Linked DNA regions of Mus musculus: region 2 is linked to region 1. Evidence: chromatin contacts called from public HiChIP or PLAC-seq data. All regions are on one chromosome and are shown on one strand. Each heading gives the region's core, a stretch centred on a gene start, on an enhancer-like site or on the middle of the called end of the contact. The rest is flanking DNA. Distances are from core to core; before and after follow the strand shown.

Region 1 (2,920 bases), core at 297-2,796:
TTAGAGATAAGATCGCTGCCATCTGGTGTGAGCCCCCTCCACCCTTAGCATATCTCTGGGTGCATTCCTGTCCCTTGGGAGTCCGTTCCTTTTACCCCCCCCTCCCCCACCGCCACTTAATCCTTCCCATCCTTTGGTACCTAACTTAATCCTGGCCCCACAAACTTTTCACTAACATTTCCTGGCCATACTGTGCTGCTATCTTCCTTCCTTGAGCTTTAGTGAGGTTAGCCACAAAGAGTCCTAGAGTCACCAATCTGGCAGCCCTGTAAGCCCTTTCTAGTCTAAGCTTTCCAGTTTGCATATACAGCTCATCCCTTAACTCCCGTCTGATTCAGGACCAGGCAACCACGTTTTTGCATTCTCATGACAAAGGGCTTGGTCTGGTGGCTAACTCAGAGGTAGAGTGATTTATAACCAGGGTCAGCCTTTCTTCATTCATGGCCGGACATTAGAATATGCCTTCCTCTCTGCTTATTTGGTTGCCTTCCATATTTCTGGGGGTTTTGTTGTTGTTTGGGGGGTTGTTTTGTTTTTGTTGTTATTTGTGGTTTTGTTGTTCTTGAGACGAGATGGGGGTTTCTTTGTGTAGCCCTAGCTGTCCTAGAACTTGCTCTGTAGATCAGGCTGGCCTTGAACACATCTGCCTCTGTCTCCCGAGCGCAGGGACTAAAGGTGTGAGCCACCAAGGTCCATTCACGATGCTAGCTAATTATTGACTTATTTATGTACTTATTGCAGTGCCGGGAATTGAACTCAACACCTCAGAGTTGCTTTGCAAGCACTCTACCAGTAAGCTAAACTCACCACCCTGTCTTCCATATTCAAACCTTTGCACTTCCCATTGCCACAGTCCCATGGAGGGAGCGGCCGGCTTAGCTCCAGGTAGCAGGGACAGGATCCAAGCTATGTGGTACAGCACTTGAACTCCGGGTTTTATTGCCTGCTGCCTTCCTCGTTCTATTTCTGCCCTCTGTCCTGTCCTTCGTTATCGCCTGGGTGTAGTTAGGAGTGCGTTTTAAATGGTCACCGGTTCTCTGTTCCCTTAGACGGGTGACCCTCCTCTGCCTGGAAGGGTAATTACACCCCACTTAGAACAGTTTCCTCGCCTCATGGCCACAGCCTCTCTGTGGCCCATTTATTCGTTGATTGCTAAAACCTTTCCTGGTTCAAAATGTCTCCCGCCAATGTAAAACTTCATGCCAGTCGAGAGAGCAGAAGCAGATGACACACAGTTGGTAGGCAGATCCAGGTCCGTTTTTCTTGTTTGGGGGAATTCTTTATTTGGAGGGAGCTGCATAACGTTAGTTTCATATAAAACTAGCTTCAGTCAAGAAAAACACTACACCCTGAGCCTGCTTTCCTTTGGAGAAACTCCCCTACACTCACCCAGTAGGACCAATCCACTTCAGCTCCTTAGCCTCAGGACCTGTGACCCTGCCACAGTGTACCGAGTTTACAACCCCTGCCCTAAAGGTGCCGGCCCCCTAACTGGCCAAACAGGGACCTGGTATAAAAGAGAGATAACCGGAGGGATGAAATAGACGCAATGATAACATCAGTGGCGCCAAGAGACAGAGACTGTGAAACAGGAAGGAGGAGGAGGGTTCTTGGAGTTTGTAATCTTGAAAGTAAAGGGGAGAAAAAACAGTCTCTTGCTCTTATCCAGTGTATTGTAAAAGAGCCAATGTATCCAACCACAGTTTACTGACATGCCAGAGATTTCCAGAACGAAGGCTCAAAGACCAGGGAAGCCCTTTTATTTTCTGTATCGCTCATAGTGAGGAAGAGTGACAGAGGGAGAGGGGGATGGTTGGCCGAGGTAGGGATCTGGCCCCATGGCCCTAAGTGGAGGTAATGCAGTAAGACCTGTCTGTTTAGATTCTTTTCCTCTTTGTGTGAGCCATGACTCCCTTGGAAAATAGGCAGCCACATTTCTCATGAGGATTTTACTGAGTGAGAGACACTTTCCCCCCACCCCCCTGCTGTAGTTTTTAGTGTGCTTCAGTTCAAAACACTCAAGGTGCCAAGTCTTTTTTTTTTTTTTTTTTTAAAGATTTTTATTTATTTGTTATATATAAGTACACTGTGGCTGTTTCCAGATACACCAGAAGGGGGCATCCGATCTCATTACTCTCATTACAGATGGTTGTGAGCCACCATGTGGTTGCTGGGATTTGAGCTCAGGACCTTCGCAAGAGCAGTCAGTGCTCTTAACCTCTGAGCCATCTCTCCAGCCCAAGGTGCCAAGTCTTGATCATGTCCTGTACCCCATCAAATAAATAGTAAAGATGAGCCAGACATTGCAAGGCCTGTAATCCTAGCTTTCGGAAGACCAAGGCAGGAAGATTGCCGTGGACTTGAGGCCAGATGTACATAAGGAATTCCAAGCCAGCCTGGGCTACAGAGTGAGACTCTGCCCCCTCCAGCCAAACAAAACAAAGCAAAGCAAAGCAAAGCAAAACAACACAAAACAAAACAAGCTAAATCCATTAAACACCTAATAAATCAATGGTGCTGTGCACTCCACAGGGTAGAGTTTGAAAGTTTCCTACTTCAGTCCTATGCAGGATATAAAATTATTGCCTCTATTTCACATGAAGGAAAACAGAACCAGGCTGGAAAGACGATAAAGCATTTAAGAAGGGTCTTATAGTTAAAAAAGGACTAGTGGCTTTGACTTGCACACTCTTAACTCCAAAACCTGTGCTTTAAGGGACTAACCTACTTTGTGAATGGAAAAGTTGAGCATTAGAGATGAGAACTGGCTTACTCAGGATCACCACTGTTTATCAGAGTGCTGGAGTGAGGCCCAGGCCTGCCTGGTAGGAAAGCCTGGTAGGTAGGGAACAGCACATGGCGATGATGCCTGAGTGAGCATCCGCAGAACACAAAATGATATTAGTTAATTAATTTTCAA
Region 2 (2,742 bases), core at 135-2,634, 72 kb before region 1:
CTTTATTTTATTTGGAGAATCTCATGTATCCCAGGCTGTCCTGAAACTTGTTAGGAAGCCAAGGATAGCCTTGAACTTCTGCTCTGCCTGCCTCCACCTCTGGAGTACTGGGGTTGTAGGTGTGCACATCACACCAGGTTTTAAATGGTATTTGGGATCAAACCCGGGCCTTTATTCATGCTAAGCAAGTATTCAACTAACTGAGCTTCTTTCAGCCATTACTTTAGAAAATTTTAATATGTATAAGTTCATGATATTAAATATCTTTCATCCTTTAAACTTCCTTTTGTGTTTTTTTAAGTGGCAAATTAAAAGTAGGCCAAATAGACTCAATCTGTCTCTCTCTCTGTCTCTGTCTCTGTCTCTCTGTCTCTCTCTCTCTTTTCTCTCTGACGCAGAATCTTGCTAGCCAGGCTGACTCTGAACATGAAAATTTCCTGCTTCAGCTTTCCACCACATAGGCATGAGACCACTGTACCAGTTGAGAAGATTAAGTCTTTAAGCCCAGCAGAGCCAGTTTCCCACCATCATTAGAAACAGTTTTCTGTTCCTAAAGCTGGACACCAATGGATAAAAGGTCAAGTAGTGAAAAATGCATATATTCAAATCCACAGCTTCACTCTAGAGGGCATTGACGTTCACACCCAGAGAAGATGCCAGACTGAAAAAGGCGTGTTTTCACCTCTCCATCAAGTAGCCTCTTTCTCTCTTTCTTTCTTCTCTCTCTCTCTTTCTCTGTTTTTTTTTTTTTTTTTTTTTTTTCTTTTTTCAAGACAGGGATTCTCTGTGTAGCCCTGGCTGTCCTGGAACTCACTTTGGAGACCAGACTGGCCTTGAACTCAGAAACCCACCTGCCTCTGCCCAGTGTTGGGATTAAAGGCGTGCACCACCACTGCCCGGCTTTTTTTTTTTTTTTTTTTTTGGTAAGTAGACTATTTCTGATGCCAACTAAACTGTCACCCTTTCCCTCATCCCTCCTGTGTCTCCACGTTCCTTCCTTCTGCTCTGTCTTTGTGAGCACCACGAAGTTTGTTAGTTAAAGTCAGTGTGTATGTGTTGTGACTCTGTCGTAGTGTTTGGTTCCCTTTGCCCACAAAAGCCTGGCATTGATGAGAACAAAGACACATAAATGTCGCTAGGGAAGAAACTAAATGACCTTCTCTGGCTTTATCTACAATGAAATCTTTACACTTCTCTCTCTCCATTTCAGTTACTCACTCTCAGTCCTTATCTCTCAGTGCTTATTAGCACTTTGTCCCCAGATCAACAAGCATGCTGTACTAAACACATGGACTCTGGGTTTTAAGACTTTCCTGTCTCCAACTCCTGGTCCCTGGCAGGTTTCACTTTGTACTCAATCACTCCCGGGGCTATCAAGCCCTGGCAGGATCCCTGCAGGGATTTGTTATGCATCAGCTTTGTTCTTGTAGTCAATTCACTCTCGGATTCCTGAGCTATGTGGCTCTGCAATTAACTAAGGGTCATTATAACGGCTTCTTACAATTGTCAATTTTTTTCTTTGTTTCTCGAGATATGAAATGTTAAAAATGAAAAAGAAAAGAAAAAGAAGAATACAGAGTGGATACTTCACAGTATAGCACCTTGTTTCCTCCTTGGTTTGTATCAAGATTTTTAGAGCAATAGCTCTAAACTTTAACTACATCCAACTTTAGCTTCATCATGCTGTAGTTAAAGATCAGGCAGCTTAGGAGCAAGAAAGAGTTTAGCAAGTCCTGCAGGTGGACTCCCAGTACTTATATCAGGCGGCCCACAGCCACCCATAACCCTGCGTCTGTGAGGTATGATACCCACTTCTGGTCTCTGTGGACCCGGAGGGGTGTGTGTGTGTGTGTGTGAGTGTGTGTGTGTATGTGTGTGTGTGTGTGTGTGTGTGTGTGTGTGTGTGTGTGTGTATGTGTGTGTGTGTGTGTATGTGTGTGTGTGGCGATGTATATATGTGTGTATGAGTGTGTGTGTGTATGTATGTAGGTATGTGGAGATACATATGTGTGTGTGTATGTGTGTGGAGATGATGTATATGTGTGTGTATATGTGTGTGTGAGAGTGTGTGTGTGTGTATGTATGTATGTATGTGGAGATGATGTACATATGTGTGTATGTCAGTGTGTGCGTGTATGTGTGTAGAGATGTTCATATGTGTGTGTATGTGTTTATCTTTGAGTATATATATATGTATATATATATATAACTTATGAGAATATATATAACATACTAAACATAAACATAGACACATAATCACACATACACACTCACACATAATTTTTGAGAACAAGAATGCCACGTGATTGTAGATGCAGTTGTCCTCTTTGTAGCTCAGGGAACATGAGAAAAGCTCTAAGAAACCCAGGCTTCTCCGGTTGGACCGATCCTGAGTGGAACAGTTTACATCTCAGTACAAACTGAACAGGATATTACTTCCCATCAACAGAAGAATTTTTTTCAAGAAAGGCTAAGCTAATTCTATGGCAAGAGTTACTTTCTAGCATAAATAATTTACATTAGAATCATTTCCCACTGTGATGTTGAGGTAAATAGGACAGAGCTATGGCAGCACACTAAGTAGAAAACACAGCAGAAGGAAGACATGATCGTACAAACAATTACATCTGTTTCATTAAAAAAAAAAAGAAAATAAAGTTAGCCAGGCTTGGTGATGCACGCCTTTATTCCCAGTACTTGGGAGGCAGAGCCAAGTGGACTTCTGTGATTTGGGGCCAGCCT

Evidence for each region. HiChIP or PLAC-seq counts read pairs in DNA pulled down with a chosen protein or histone mark.
Region 2: an H3K27ac HiChIP or PLAC-seq map of epiblast stem cells shows a contact between it and region 1. The contact joins two enhancer-like sites. A contact is called at or near these places in 21 of 39 promoter capture datasets (the 3T3-L1 cell line, 3T3-L1-derived adipocytes, the C10 cell line and 14 more), 7 of 15 datasets of contacts at CTCF or cohesin (CD8 T cells, the G1E-ER4 cell line, the NIH/3T3 cell line and 3 more), 133 of 484 Hi-C or Micro-C datasets (8-cell embryo, the AML12 cell line, the AtT-20 cell line and 68 more), 23 of 115 datasets of contacts at active chromatin or transcription factors (astrocytes, cardiomyocytes, differentiating embryonic stem cells and 8 more) and 1 of 9 other capture datasets (embryonic stem cells).

Annotation. Positions count from the first base shown.
Region 1 is chr3:127,457,162-127,460,081 of GRCm38.p6, reverse strand. The region is part of intron 1 of Ank2 (ankyrin 2, brain); the gene reads left to right. Among named protein-coding and RNA genes, the nearest start is that of Gm35535, 12 kb to the left of the region's middle. Within about 2 kb of position 1,546, at least 45 of the 459 cell types and tissues checked have an H3K27ac peak or open chromatin away from gene starts, as enhancers often do. A contact at or near this core is called in differentiating embryonic stem cells, epiblast stem cells, extraembryonic ectoderm and 4 more, where this site is marked.
Region 2 is chr3:127,529,068-127,531,809 of GRCm38.p6, reverse strand. No RefSeq gene overlaps it. Among named protein-coding and RNA genes, the nearest start is that of Gm51018, 15 kb to the left of the region's middle. Within about 2 kb of position 1,384, at least 24 of the 459 cell types and tissues checked have an H3K27ac peak or open chromatin away from gene starts, as enhancers often do. A contact at or near this core is called in differentiating embryonic stem cells, epiblast stem cells, extraembryonic ectoderm and 4 more, where this site is marked.